2 separate regions of the Mus musculus genome follow, and region 1 is linked to region 2. The links are chromatin contacts, called in public Hi-C maps. All regions are on one chromosome and are shown on one strand. The core of a region is the stretch at or near the end of the contact, and the rest is flanking DNA. Distances in the headings are between cores, read along the strand shown. Region 1 overlaps Traf3ip2 (TRAF3 interacting protein 2). Region 2 overlaps Fyn (Fyn proto-oncogene).

Region 1 (6,292 bases), core at 3,202-5,701, 250 kb before region 2:
AAGTATATAATATCCATAGCTAGAATATAGTGTTTCATTTCAAAATGTGTCTGCAGCTACACAGTAATTATATGTTCAGAAATCTAAAAGACACAGTATATCACAAAGTTAAAAATAGTACAGTTATGTATCTGCAACTTGAAACATTTAAAGGCAGATTCTGTGACTTTAGTGAATATTTTGTGTACAAATGCTGAGATACAACTGTGGTGTTGGGTCATGATGATAGGATTATGTCAATTATACATCTCTACAGGATTGGATGAAAGTTGGGCGAAATCCAAGGAATCATCACAAAAACAATCACTGAGCTGGTAGAGAGGGGCTAAGGATGAAAGTCAAGAACTCTGGGACTCTGATAAGACTCAGAGTAGTCTTCTCTCCTGGAAGTGTGTGTGTGTGTGTGTGTGTGTGTGTGTGTGTGTGTGTATGCCTGTGTGTCTGTGTGTCTGTGTGTGTGTGTGTGTGTGTGTGTGTGTATGCCTGTGTGTGGTGTATATATCTGTGTGTGTGTGTGTGTGTGTGTGTGTGTGTGTGTGCCTGTGTGTGGTGTATATATCTGTGTGTGTGTGTGTGTGTGTGTGTGTGTATGCCTGTGTGTGTGTGTGTGTGTGTGTGTGTGTATGCCTGTGTGTGGTGTATATATCTGTGTGTGTGTGTCTGTGTGTCTGTGGTGTATGTATCTGTGTGTGTGCATGTATGTGTCTCTGTATGCATGTGTGTAGTGTGTGCACATGTATGTGGTATTTCTATTTGTGTGTGTGCGTGTGTGTGTGTGTGTGTGTGTGTGTGTGTGTGTGTGTGTGATGTATATAAGGCACTTCTGGCCCTGATATAGTTGTCTCTTGTGAGGCTATGCCGGGGCCTAGCAATATTAAGTATATAATAAATAGTCAGCTATTGGATGGATCACAGGGCCCTCAATGGAGGAGCTAGAGAAAGTACCCAAGGAGCTAAAGGGAACTGCAACCCTATAGGTGGAACAACATTATGAACTAACCAGTACCCCGGAGCTCTTGACTCTAGCTGCATATGTATCAGAAGAGGGCCTAGTTGGCCATCATTGGAAAGAGAGGCCCATTGGTCGTGCAAACTTTATATGCCTCAGTACAGGGGAACTCCAGGGCCAAGAAGTGGGAGTGGGTAGGTAGGGGAGTTGCGGGGGGAGGGTATGGGGGGCTTTTGGGATAGCACTGGAAATGTAAATGAAGAAAATACCTAATTAAAAAAAAAAGTCACTCCTGGTTGGAAGAGGCAATATACTGTGTACTAGAGCAGATGAGTTCAGAAGGTCTCTGGAGAAGGGTTATTTGATTAGACTTACTGTACACGTATTAATCAGCCTAGTGTTACCCTGCTGTTTCGAATGGACCAAACCAAGTCTCAGGTCTTCATCAAGCATCCTGAACCAGCTACTATCTTTTCCCCACATTAGTTCCCTTGTAGCACAGCATAAGCCCTTCTGCAGTGTAAGTCACACTGACCATCCCCCCATCCCCTAACTCTCACACACTATGGCCATAGTAGCAAACAACCCATTACAGCATCCTATCATTTACTCAGTGTCTCACATATGACCTCCTCATCCTCCTAAGCTCCCTCTAGGAGAGACTGTGATGAGGTGTGTGCTGGCCCATCTGCCAGTCTGTGATGTGCAGTCAGGCATTGCCATTTCAGACCAAGGAGGAGAAGCTTGGGCTCCACTCAAGCTTGCTGCTCTTCACCTTCATGACTGTGCTCATGAGGACTTATGGCAATACAGAAGAGACAAACGTCATGGTGCCATACACGATGTGAACACACCATCAGTGGTCATTATTCCTCAGCACGGACCTTGTTCCCATGCTCCAGAGACAGACCCACGTTCTGGGAGGTGTCTGCCTCTCTACGTTTCCATCAGAAATCTAGACTTGTCTATGACACGTTTTCCACACTGCTGGTGTTACGAGCTAAATTGTGTCCCTCAAATGCATATGTTAGCTGGAAGTGGTGGCTTGCACTTGCAATCTCCCTACTTGGGAGGCTGACGTAGGGGGATTGTCAGTTTGGCCAAGAAAGTGAGATTCTGTCTCAAAAAATAAGATAAAAATTAATTTATTGAAACTCTGCCATTACCTCATAATGTAACTGGATGTGGGATAGGGCTTCTCAGATGATAATTTGGGTAAAATGAGGTGCTGGTGAGCCCCAATCCAATAGGATTGGTGTTCATTGGAAGAAGAGAGAATCAGTATACAGCTCTGTGCATACACAGGGGAGGGACCATGAAGACACAGAGAGGATAGCCATCTCCAGCCAAGGAGAGAGGGTCCAAGATGAAACCAACCCTGTTCCCCATGTTCTAGGCCCAGCAGCCTCATGGCTGCTTTCAGGCACCATCCCCCATCTCTAGTAACTGTGTCCTGCTGGTGGCAGGACATGGCACTCTTCCTAAGGGTTTCTTTCCTAAGACCTACCCAAACCGGTATGCTGCGGTGGCTGCTCTTGTTGTTGTTGTTGTTGTTGTTGTTTTAATTAAATTCTCCTTAAATGACTCTTTGCTCCATTTCACTAAGAGGATCCCAATGTGTCAAGTATAACACATAGCTGCTCACAGACACAGGCTTCTACGGATAAGAGTCAAGGGGCATTTAAATCCCCCCTGAATTGCCTTGATTAGAGGCATTTAAAGGTTAAAACTGTGGCTATTCTCCAGGGGCAGTCAGAATCCGTATGTTTATATTTGAAGAAGGAAAAAGTGAGCTCTTGTATGCTGCCTCACGGCTCACGGCTCAGCTTTTATGTCACAGTTGCCCTAGCACTGTCTTATTCTGGAAATGAGAGAGTGAAACGTTATTCTAGGGAGTTGTGAAGTTGGATTACATAAATTGTAGGCATATCTTTAAATTTTTAGGTACTTTCATTTTTTAATGAATTACAGGGGGAAAAAAAAACCTTCAAATAAAAACTAATCACAGCCAGGCAGTGGTAGCACACACCTTTAGTCCCAGCACTTTGGGGGCAGAGTCAGGCAGATCTCTGTGAGTTTGAGACCAGCCTGGTCTACAGAGTGAATTCTTGGACAGCCAGGACTACATAGAGAAACCCTGTCTTGAAAAACGAACCAACCAAAACAAAATCCAAAACTGTTGAACACGCTAAGCAACTGCTTTATCCTCCAGCACCCCCACTTTACTGGTTTTTCACTCCTCTCTGGAATCTACTGCTGCTGCGTGCCTAGGAGAGGCTTCTGGGAAGGGAGGGAGGGAGGGAGGGAGGGAGGGAGGGAGGGAGGGAGGGAGGGAGGAAGGAAGGAAGGAAGGAAGGAAGGAAGGAAGGAAGGAAGGAAGGAAGGAAGGAAGGAAGGAAGGAAGCTCTATGATTGAGGAAAGCCAGTCCTCTGAGTAACAAGCTGCAGCATTTTGTTTCTCCTAAGGAAGAATGTACACAGCTTTAAGCTGTGCTGTCTCGGGTTAGCAGGGAGACAGAAAGATTATGTGCTTGAGGGCTTTTGGACCAAGATTACAGTGGACTGACTGTAGGGAGTGAATTAAAGTCATCTCCCCAGACCTAGCCCAAGCCATGATTTCCCTGAACAGAATCTTCACTCCTGAAAGAAGGTGTAAAAAGGCAGCCCTGTACAGTGGGGTACTCAGGTTTCTAACTCAAACCTCATAATCCAGTACAGAATAGAGGGGTCTGGTTTGGTACAGCTACCTTGGTGACTTTGCAGCCTCCTGTACCAAGGAGGGACCTTGGTGGCTAATGGCTGATGAGAAAGGGCAAGGGTAGAGTGCAGGAAAAGCCAGGCCTTTCCTTTAGCTAGGGCCAGCAGGACCCACGGCAGGAATTACCACTATTATAGATTCGGGGAGGAAAAATGTTGGAGACTTTGGGTAGTTTACACTGTGGTGGAATACTTGTCTAGTATGAATGAGGCCCTGGCCTTGACTCTCAGCATCAAAGAAATAGATAGATACCTAGAAAACAATTATCTAAACTCATAAGCATTTAGTTCATAATCACATAAATAATGAAACTGTTTAAAACAACAACTATTCATACTTTTTCATTATTGTTGTTGTTGTTGCTATCGTGTCCGACTGAACTGTAGAGCTTTTTCTCTTTGAATCGAGTACTTACCGCAGTTTGGAAGCCGTTCACCAACAGAAAGTTCACAAATTTCACCACCTCCATGGCTGTGTCCATAGAATAAGTGATAAAGACTTTCCCTAAGAGAAAATTTTCACAGTTGTTGAAAGCAATCGAATTATTCTTTTTTACACAGCCAGTCTATGTAGTATGCATTGCCTGTTGTGCTGGAGGGTGGTCCAAGGGCTTATGCTTGTAGTAGTGTGGGTTGCTGTCCTCTGTGAGACGGGCTGGGAGCTGTCCAAGCGAGTACATGCTGTCCAGAGTGAACAGAAGACAGAAGGGGCAGGGGAGAGTAAGGGCAGGCTCAGACAAGCCTTAGCGGGTCTTTGGAACGCCACAGGAGATGTTACCACCCACAGCCCAAGTGGCCTTCAGCTCAAGCCACTGCCTTGTTTCTTAGAGACACTTGGCCCTGTGCCCAAGGAAAATACTCTCCCAGCAGGCTAAGAAGCTAGGCTTGCTAAGGGGCCACCCAGCAGTGCCTGCTTTTGATCTCTTGATGCTCTCTGCTGCCCTGAACTCTTGCCTGACAAGACCAAGTAGGGGGTGGGAGAGGATGTGTTTGCTTGCCCTGCCCCCTTTGGCTCATTTTGGAGAGAGGTCAGGAAGCAGGAGTAGTCTGATGCCCAGATCAGAGACGTGAGTGCAGCTTCAGTGGTTTAAGGGGGACACAGTGCCTCAGGACAGTTCAGTGTTGCAGGTGGTCTCTTCTCTCACAAGCAAGCAAGGAGCCGTGGACAGAACTGTTGTGGACAGGCATGCCTTATCCAGCCAGAACCACTCTTTCCTCAGATTAAATAAAGTATTGGAGAAACGTCTTCACTAGCAGTTTGCTGTGGTAGATGAATAATCTCTATATGTTGCCTTTTAGTGTGGAATGCATCAGTTAAAATCTCAAGAAACCCCGAGGCAGAGGATTAAGAGATACTGAAGAGAAGATGAGTCTGTGTGCATTTATCTGTGCTTAGCCTGCTCCGAATGGGAACTCAGCTCTCAAATGAAGGTGTGTGTGGTATGTGATGGTGGAAGTAACCAGCAGCCAGGCAAATGGCAGAGCGTGGCCCTTTTCCACCTCCATGTGTAATAATTGCAGGACTCCCTTCCCAGGTAAGATGACAGAATATTGGGACCGTATGCCATGTAAGCCCATGTCTGTCCACTCAGATATTTTGTTTAATTGAAGTATATATGATTTTAAAGTGCCTCAGAAACAGATTTTTTGCGTGAAAACCAGAGTTATCATGGTCATAGAAGTCTTCCAGAGCTGGAAGTGACTTCAAGTAGAGATTCAACAAAAGCAATTAGCAAAGCAAAGGGCTGGGCTTGGTTCTGAGTGTCCCAGTTCTGGAAAGAGCGAGCCTCTCTAGCAGATGATGATTCAGAAGTAGTGACTGATTGCTTAAGATTTCTGGAACTAAGAATCCTAGCTGGCCTCACTCTCAGAACATTCTGGTGATATTTCAACATGTCTGGTTCTAGCAGCAAAATGTGGGGAACGAATCACTGCCTGACAATGAATGGAATATTTCTTTAAATAAAACTAAATTTCTTGAGTTTGCATCGGGGTGTGAAGCAGTATGGGCGATATGAGACAGTTTTTGTTTTTGTTTTTTCAGACAAGACTGCTCACTCCTGCAGAAAATGACCTTGTTCTTGAGAGCTGCTGCTAATTTACAGTGAGGCACTAGGTTTCTACCCAGTGCCACGTGAGCAACCAATCCATCTACCCAGGGGCACGGCACTGACGAGCAGCATCATTTAGAAGGAAAGAAGTATGGGTGGTGTTTGTTGTTTCCTGTGTGTTAAGGAAAATCCAGTGGTAAGCAGTTTGGGAGCATTGCTTCTGAGCTAGGCTCACTGAGGAAGGGGAAAGCTGCATTGTACTATCTACATAAAAATATAGCCGAGATTCCGGATGAGTGGCTAAGCCAAACCCTCTGAGCATGAAACCCCACAAGAAGAAGCCACGATGCAAACAACTCACGTAATTCTTCTGGCAAATTGCTGGTTCTTAGAGTTCCTCGGGCTAAGGGGTTGCTAGGGGGTCTAGGCACGGCAGCTAGGGATGGAGCCTGGGGACCATGTGGTCTCAGCTCTGCAGGAAGGTCCAAGGACTCCTCAGGGGCTTCCACTCCATTAGATGGTGGGCGGTAGAGCT
Region 2 (6,155 bases), core at 1,661-4,160:
TTCAGGTTAAGTGAAAAGATTCTGTACCCTCTCCCCCAAAATGGAGGAAAACACTCAGGCTCCCTCTCTGGCCTCTCTGTGCATATGCACAGGCATACACACATACACACACACACACACACACACGCACACACACCTCAGTTACTGAAATGTAATCAACTATTGTCATAATCATATCTTATATGTAACAAAGGAGATTTAGGGTCCATGAGAAACTTGGGAGCATTATTTTATCTTACAAATGGAAGACTGAGAGAAAAATGAGATGTGTTTTCCTCTGTCACAGTATCTTCTTCATTCCACCTTCAACACTTCTCTCTGCTGGCAAAGGTTTAAAATATTCATTGACCTGCCAGAACCATCTACACACACATTACTGGACACACACCGCATCTGAATGGCTTCTTTCTGCTCCAGCAATCACAGCTCTATTCAGTCACAACTGAAGGAGGAACCTCAGGGCTGTACGGTGTGGTGTCAGTGGCAACGAGGATAGAGGATAAAATAGCCGTTTGATAGCAACGTCCCGATCAAGCCTGTCAACAGGGACAAGTGTTCCTTCGGTTATTCTTAACTTAGAATCCAAAGCACAAAAAAGACCAGGCAGGGACAGACTCTGCTGTAATCCCACAGAAAGCTTAGGCGCAGACAGAACACACACAGAAGCTCCTCAATGCTCTCCAGCGCAGGGTGCTCCTGGCTCGCTGCCAGGCCGTGGGGGAGAAGCAAAAACAGGACCACTTTCACAGTGGTCTACCCAAGGCCTGTGCAGCTGCAGACAGACACACAATGTCTGGAATCTTCCATGTTCATGGCCACCATGATGGCCCGTGTGCCCAAGTCTCGGCTCAGACAAGGCTGTTTATTGCAAGGCTTCTCAGCTCCCCATTTCCCTAAGAAAAATGGATTTTCCTCTAACCATTCCTCCTGGTTCCAGTCTAGCACTTTCTCTAGTTGTGCTGACCCAGAAACCCAACAAGGTTAAACTTGAGTCTAACTGCCACCTCTTGTCTCGGCTTCCCTACTCCAGTGTGGGCGCAGTGATGACATGTATGTGTAAATGGCGACTCCAGGCAAAGACAAAGCTGGAGCATAATGGTGTGGTACACTGACATCAAGAGGAAAGCCTAGCCGGTAGCACAGGCAAAGATGGCCAGCAGTCTCTCATGCTTCGAGTAGGACGGAGGCTTCAGCCAATGCTATGTGTGCTCATTTACTCTTTGTTTATAGAAGTAAATAGTCCTTACGCCTCCTTAACAAGGTGCGATGTACTCACTGAAAATTTTGTAAAATACAAAAGTCAAGGGCTGGGAGATGGCTTAGTTGCTAAAACACTTCCCTTACGAATCACAAGGAGCCGAGTTTGACCCCCAGAACTAACACACACACACACACACACACACACACACACACACACACAGAGCTGGGGTGTGGTGACACATGCTTGCAGTCCCATAACTGGGCAGGCAGAGGGAAAAAGATACCTGGTGCTCACTGTCCAGGCCACCTAGTCTCTTTGGGAGTTCCAAGCTAATAAAAGGGGGTAGATAGCATTTCTGAAATGACACCTGAGGCCAGACACACCCCCATATACACAAATGTGGATCCAGTATCCGCACATTAAAATATAGCATTGATCACTAACACCTTCATCCTGCACACCACAGTGGGGAGCACACATGTTCTCTGGAGGGAACCAGTAGGAGAAGTCTACCAAATAAGAACAATGCACTCAGATCAACCGCAGGGTCCATCTCTACTAGGCAGTCTACCCTACCTACCTAATGATGCCCCTCACCACCGACAAATCAAGTACACTCTAATAGAAAAGTCCAGTCCACAGCCAGGGAGAGAGCTGTTGGCCAGGAAACCAAGTGTTATCTACCCCTAGCCCTTCTATTTATATGCTCTGTGACTGGGCCTGTGGGTGCAGCCAGGGTCACATACTAAACCCACAGGGTCAGGCAGGTAAACAGCATGTGCAAAGCAGACAGATGAGGGAGAGCCAAAGACTGTGACTCCTTCCCAAGGTGTCAGTCGCACACTGCCCTGCCCTGGGAGTAGGGGAGTGGGGAATTGCTGTCCTTAGACATTTTTTATTTTTTTAAATCTCAGTTTTTATGTAAAACTGCCTGTTTGAAAGTATGATTCTATGTTTTAAAATGTGTTGTCTACTCCATGAGGACTACGCCTCACCTTCTCTTTCTGTCAGAAAGGAACCTGAGTGACTCTTGCATATCCACAGAGACTTATTAGGAACGTAAGCGAGGCTTGTATTTGTCATAGACCAAAAGCAATCCACGTACACTCACAAGCACGGAGCAGAGTGGCACAGTCTTTCATATCTGCTTAAACTGCGGGATTAGCACACACATTTGAAAGTAGACATGCACACTGGCTCCTGGATTTAAAACCCCCGGAGGATGAGTGCAGCCAACTGCAGATTTAGCAGAGTGTGGCGTACAAGCCTGACTGGAAAGTCCTGGTGACAAATGCAACGTGGAGGCAGGCAGTGTAGACAACCAGCATAAAACTGCAAAAACCAGGAGCTGACGCGTGGGAGAGTGGCCTGAAAAGCAGGCCGAAGGGAGCATACAACACGGGCGGCACTAAAGGAAAGAGACACGAAACCAAGGACTGACCAAAGGCATGGTGTCAGCAAAATACCAAAGTGTGCTGGATGCAGCAAAAATTGTATTAGTATATTAAGAAGTCAAGATCTAGCTACAGAGGTTTTCCTGAACAGGTCAGAAAACACAGACACAGACATGCACATACACAAACACACACACACACACACACACACACACAAACAAAAAAGACATGTCTTTACAACAACACACACTGCCCCACATTTTACACTGTGCCAGTTCTGTATCTGTCCCTTTTAGCCTACTTCTATCACAGTCTCTCTTTGCTAAAATACATTAGTTACTATGGAAACAATGTCATAGCGTGTAAAACCATTTACTGTCCTTGGAAAGGCGCTTGTGATAAAACTGAACAGTGGCACGCTTACAAAAGAGAAGCAACAGAAAACAGTTGCTCAAGAGCACAGTCTCAAAACTGTGACTTCAAAGTATCCTCTACCCCAGTGTCCTATGTTCCTGGTCGCTTGTCACATCCCTGTCAACCACAGAAGTGCCATGCTAAGTTATATAGGCCGTGAGTACTTAAAACAAAGCCTCTCATCTAACATCCTGCAAGCAATCAGCTCCCTTTAGCTCACACTTCCTTCCAAGAGAGAAGGAGAAGGGCTAGAAGATATAATGGATGGTCCAGGGTACATCTGTTCTCTTAACTGTCTTTGAAGATAGAAATAACACTAGAAACGTAGACCTGAATTTCCTTACCACCATGGGTAAGAAATAATCGCCTTCCGTTCTTCCTTCTGATTTCAAGTCAAGTTCACTACATTAAAACGATGTGTAGGAACTAAGCATGGTGGCGCACACCTGTAATCCCTGCACTTCAGGAGCTGAGACGAAGGACTCTGAGTTATGGGCCAGCCTGGAATACATAGTAAGACCCTGTCTCAATTAAGAAAATTTTTTTCATTTTAGTTTTGCTATATTTTGCTTTTTTTTTTGTCAAGAAAAGCTAGCAATCTCAGATTCTGTATAAAACTGCTCTATTTAAAAGCATGAGACTGCATTTTTAAAGCTGCTGTGTGTCTCCTAAGTTCTATACCTCGAAATATGTATAAACATATATACGCAAACACACATGCACAAACTTGGCAAGCATCATGTTAGTTACCCCGACAAAGCAAGCAGCGGGTATGTGTCAGAGAGGCCATGGAGAGCAGGTCTATATCCTGTCATAGAAGAGGGAAATGACGTGACCGCCGTGACAGGCTTCCTTTAGAGCCCACTGCTGTGGAAGTGAGGCTGGAAGGGCAAAAGCAGGAACAAAAGAGGGCCAAGGCGGGCGGGCGTGGAAACACGACCCCTGACCAGGGTGACTCTGACGTGGGACTCACTCCTCTGGCTCAGAGTAAGATCTACACGGGCTGCTTCACTTCAACAGCCACCTGTTACGGTGCCACCGACCCACCAGGCCTGGGCTTTGTACTCTGATGGTCTGGCACTTTTCTAACACAGAACTGCCTACCAGTCAGGCCAACACAGTGACGGGAGGTTTAGTTCAACTGTGACAGTCTCTTTCCTGCCCTTCCCAGTCATGTCACAAGGAGCCTTCCTGGGCTTACCAGAGTGCCTGGGACAAGAGAAATCCAGGTCGGCTAGCTCCATCCAATCCTGACTCGCAGTGACACATGCATTCCTCTGTCACAGAGGAAGTCACGGTGCCTCGGCCATACTGAGCCTGAGATGCACAGAATGCCAGCCGGAAGAATTCAAAGGAGACACAGAACATAAAGCAGGTGTGCATTAAGTATCTGGAGCAAACAGACCAGGGCAGAGCTTTTAAGAACCGCTCTCATTATAGCACTTCTGTCATTTATAGAACGGTCATGTTTAAATTGTCCACTATCTTTTCTAGCCACAGCGAGGCCAAAGAGAAAGAAAATGCAAGTTTAGCTTTTAAAACTAAGTGTGGCATCGCTGGTTTTCTTTTTCACACCAGGCAAACTCTACTCCTGAGCTACAGACCCAACCCCAAATCTTGTGTTTCACGGAAGTTGAAGATAAATGTCAATGGGTACAAATGTCTGTTGCTATTTACTATCCACTACGGGAATATCACACATCACAAATCTGCTGAGGAAGTACCACACTCCACTTCAGATGCTGACAGCTTCTGCAGTGAGACAGCTAGCAACGATGGCCTCACCCACGTGCCTGCAGAAGATTCATTATCATAGCACTGTGGAAACACTGTCCCCTTAAAGCAAATGATCTGGTCTAAATTGGTTTTGCTTACTTGGAGACTAAGGCTCTATGTGTCTGCATGTATACGGTGTGCACGGAAAGCGTTTTCATGTATTACCTTTGTTAGAAGAAACCCTTCGTCAACAGGGAAAGTTAAGGGAGTCTAGGTTTAGGCTCGTTTATCATGAGTTTTAAAGAAGGTCAACTGGAGTTCCCATGCATCTCAGGAGATCAGAATAAACCTTCTGGAAGTTTCATCTGTCACAGGTGAACTGTCTGTGATTGTTACTGCTGCTGTAATGGTAAAAAGCTCTACTCAAGAGATAAAATGACTTCTTTTTCTTGGGATGTTAAAACCTATGGTCTTACTTCTCTGACTATTATGAAGCAGAAAGTTACTTAAATTTTGGTTATGAAATACCAAATTCATAACTGCATTCAAGCAAGTGGCTAAATCCTACTAAATACAAAAGACATGAGGGAGCAGAAACTAACAGGTCACATTTTATACTCCTGTTCAGAAAAACCGATTGACAACATTTTTGCTGAATGCAAAAGGCCCTTCTTCACAGCAGCACACACATTATCTTTTGCCTCCTGTCAGCTGGGTGGCCCCAGTATGAGAAACCACGCTAACTCCACCTGACTCAATGGAACACTGATCAACAAGACCTCTCAGGCTGAGGGGTATTTTGCTTAAAACCGTTTGGAAATCTCTGAAGTCGAAGTTCATGCCAGCGAAATCAAGGGAGGACATTGAGCACACAAGCCGCCAAGATTCTGTGTGGAAACTGCGTCGTGATACTTGGGACTGCCTTGCCTTGTGGCAGGCTTTTGATGGGGCTCCCAGTTATAAGTGGACACCAGTTTAAGCTCTACACTAAGATGAAGTAAGCAGAGAAAACTTTGGTCCTTCTTCATCTAAGTCAAAGCACACAGAAGCGCTGCAAAATGACTTACTTCACTAAGTTGTGGACTGCAGGTATTTATTGGAGGTAGTAATTCTAAAATATGGAGGAAAGATTCATGATACTACTTGGCAAAAGTGTTTACACATTTCGTTATGGGGGAGGGGAGAATGCCCGGGAAGGGCCTCCATTTAGTAGAATTTGTTCTGCATTCACCAGGGAATCTGCACCTGCAGAAAGAGCCTCTTTTTCAAGCAGAGTTACTATGGTGTGTGCATAACTGCTACTCACAGGCATCCATTTCAGGAAGTAACCAGAAACATAATTCTGAAGGGATTGAAGTAACCTCGTGAGAAAATTAAAAACTCACTCTTCATTAAAAAACAAAAACAAAAAACAGTGACTTAGTGAGCAG

What was found. A called contact is a pair of places that touch in the nucleus more often than the background predicts.
Region 1: a contact with region 2 is called in a Hi-C map of cerebral cortex, with 1.7 times the contacts expected there. The contact joins two enhancer-like sites. A contact is called at or near these places in 5 of 484 Hi-C or Micro-C datasets (cerebral cortex, nephron progenitors and uterus).

Annotation. Positions count from the first base shown.
Region 1 is chr10:39,639,225-39,645,516 of GRCm38.p6, reverse strand. Traf3ip2 (TRAF3 interacting protein 2) reads right to left here. Exons shown (of 9, transcript NM_134000.3): 4 at 6,119-6,292; 5 at 4,123-4,211. All of the region lies in intron 2 of E130307A14Rik (RIKEN cDNA E130307A14 gene), which reads left to right. Among named protein-coding and RNA genes, the nearest start is that of Gm16364, 29 kb to the right of the region's middle. Within about 2 kb of position 4,451, at least 73 of the 459 cell types and tissues checked have an H3K27ac peak or open chromatin away from gene starts, as enhancers often do. A contact at or near this core is called in cerebral cortex, where this site is marked.
Region 2 is chr10:39,384,111-39,390,265 of GRCm38.p6, reverse strand. The region is part of intron 1 of Fyn (Fyn proto-oncogene); the gene reads right to left. Among named protein-coding and RNA genes, the nearest start is that of Fyn, 17 kb to the right of the region's middle. Within about 2 kb of position 2,910, at least 49 of the 459 cell types and tissues checked have an H3K27ac peak or open chromatin away from gene starts, as enhancers often do. A contact at or near this core is called in cerebral cortex, where this site is marked.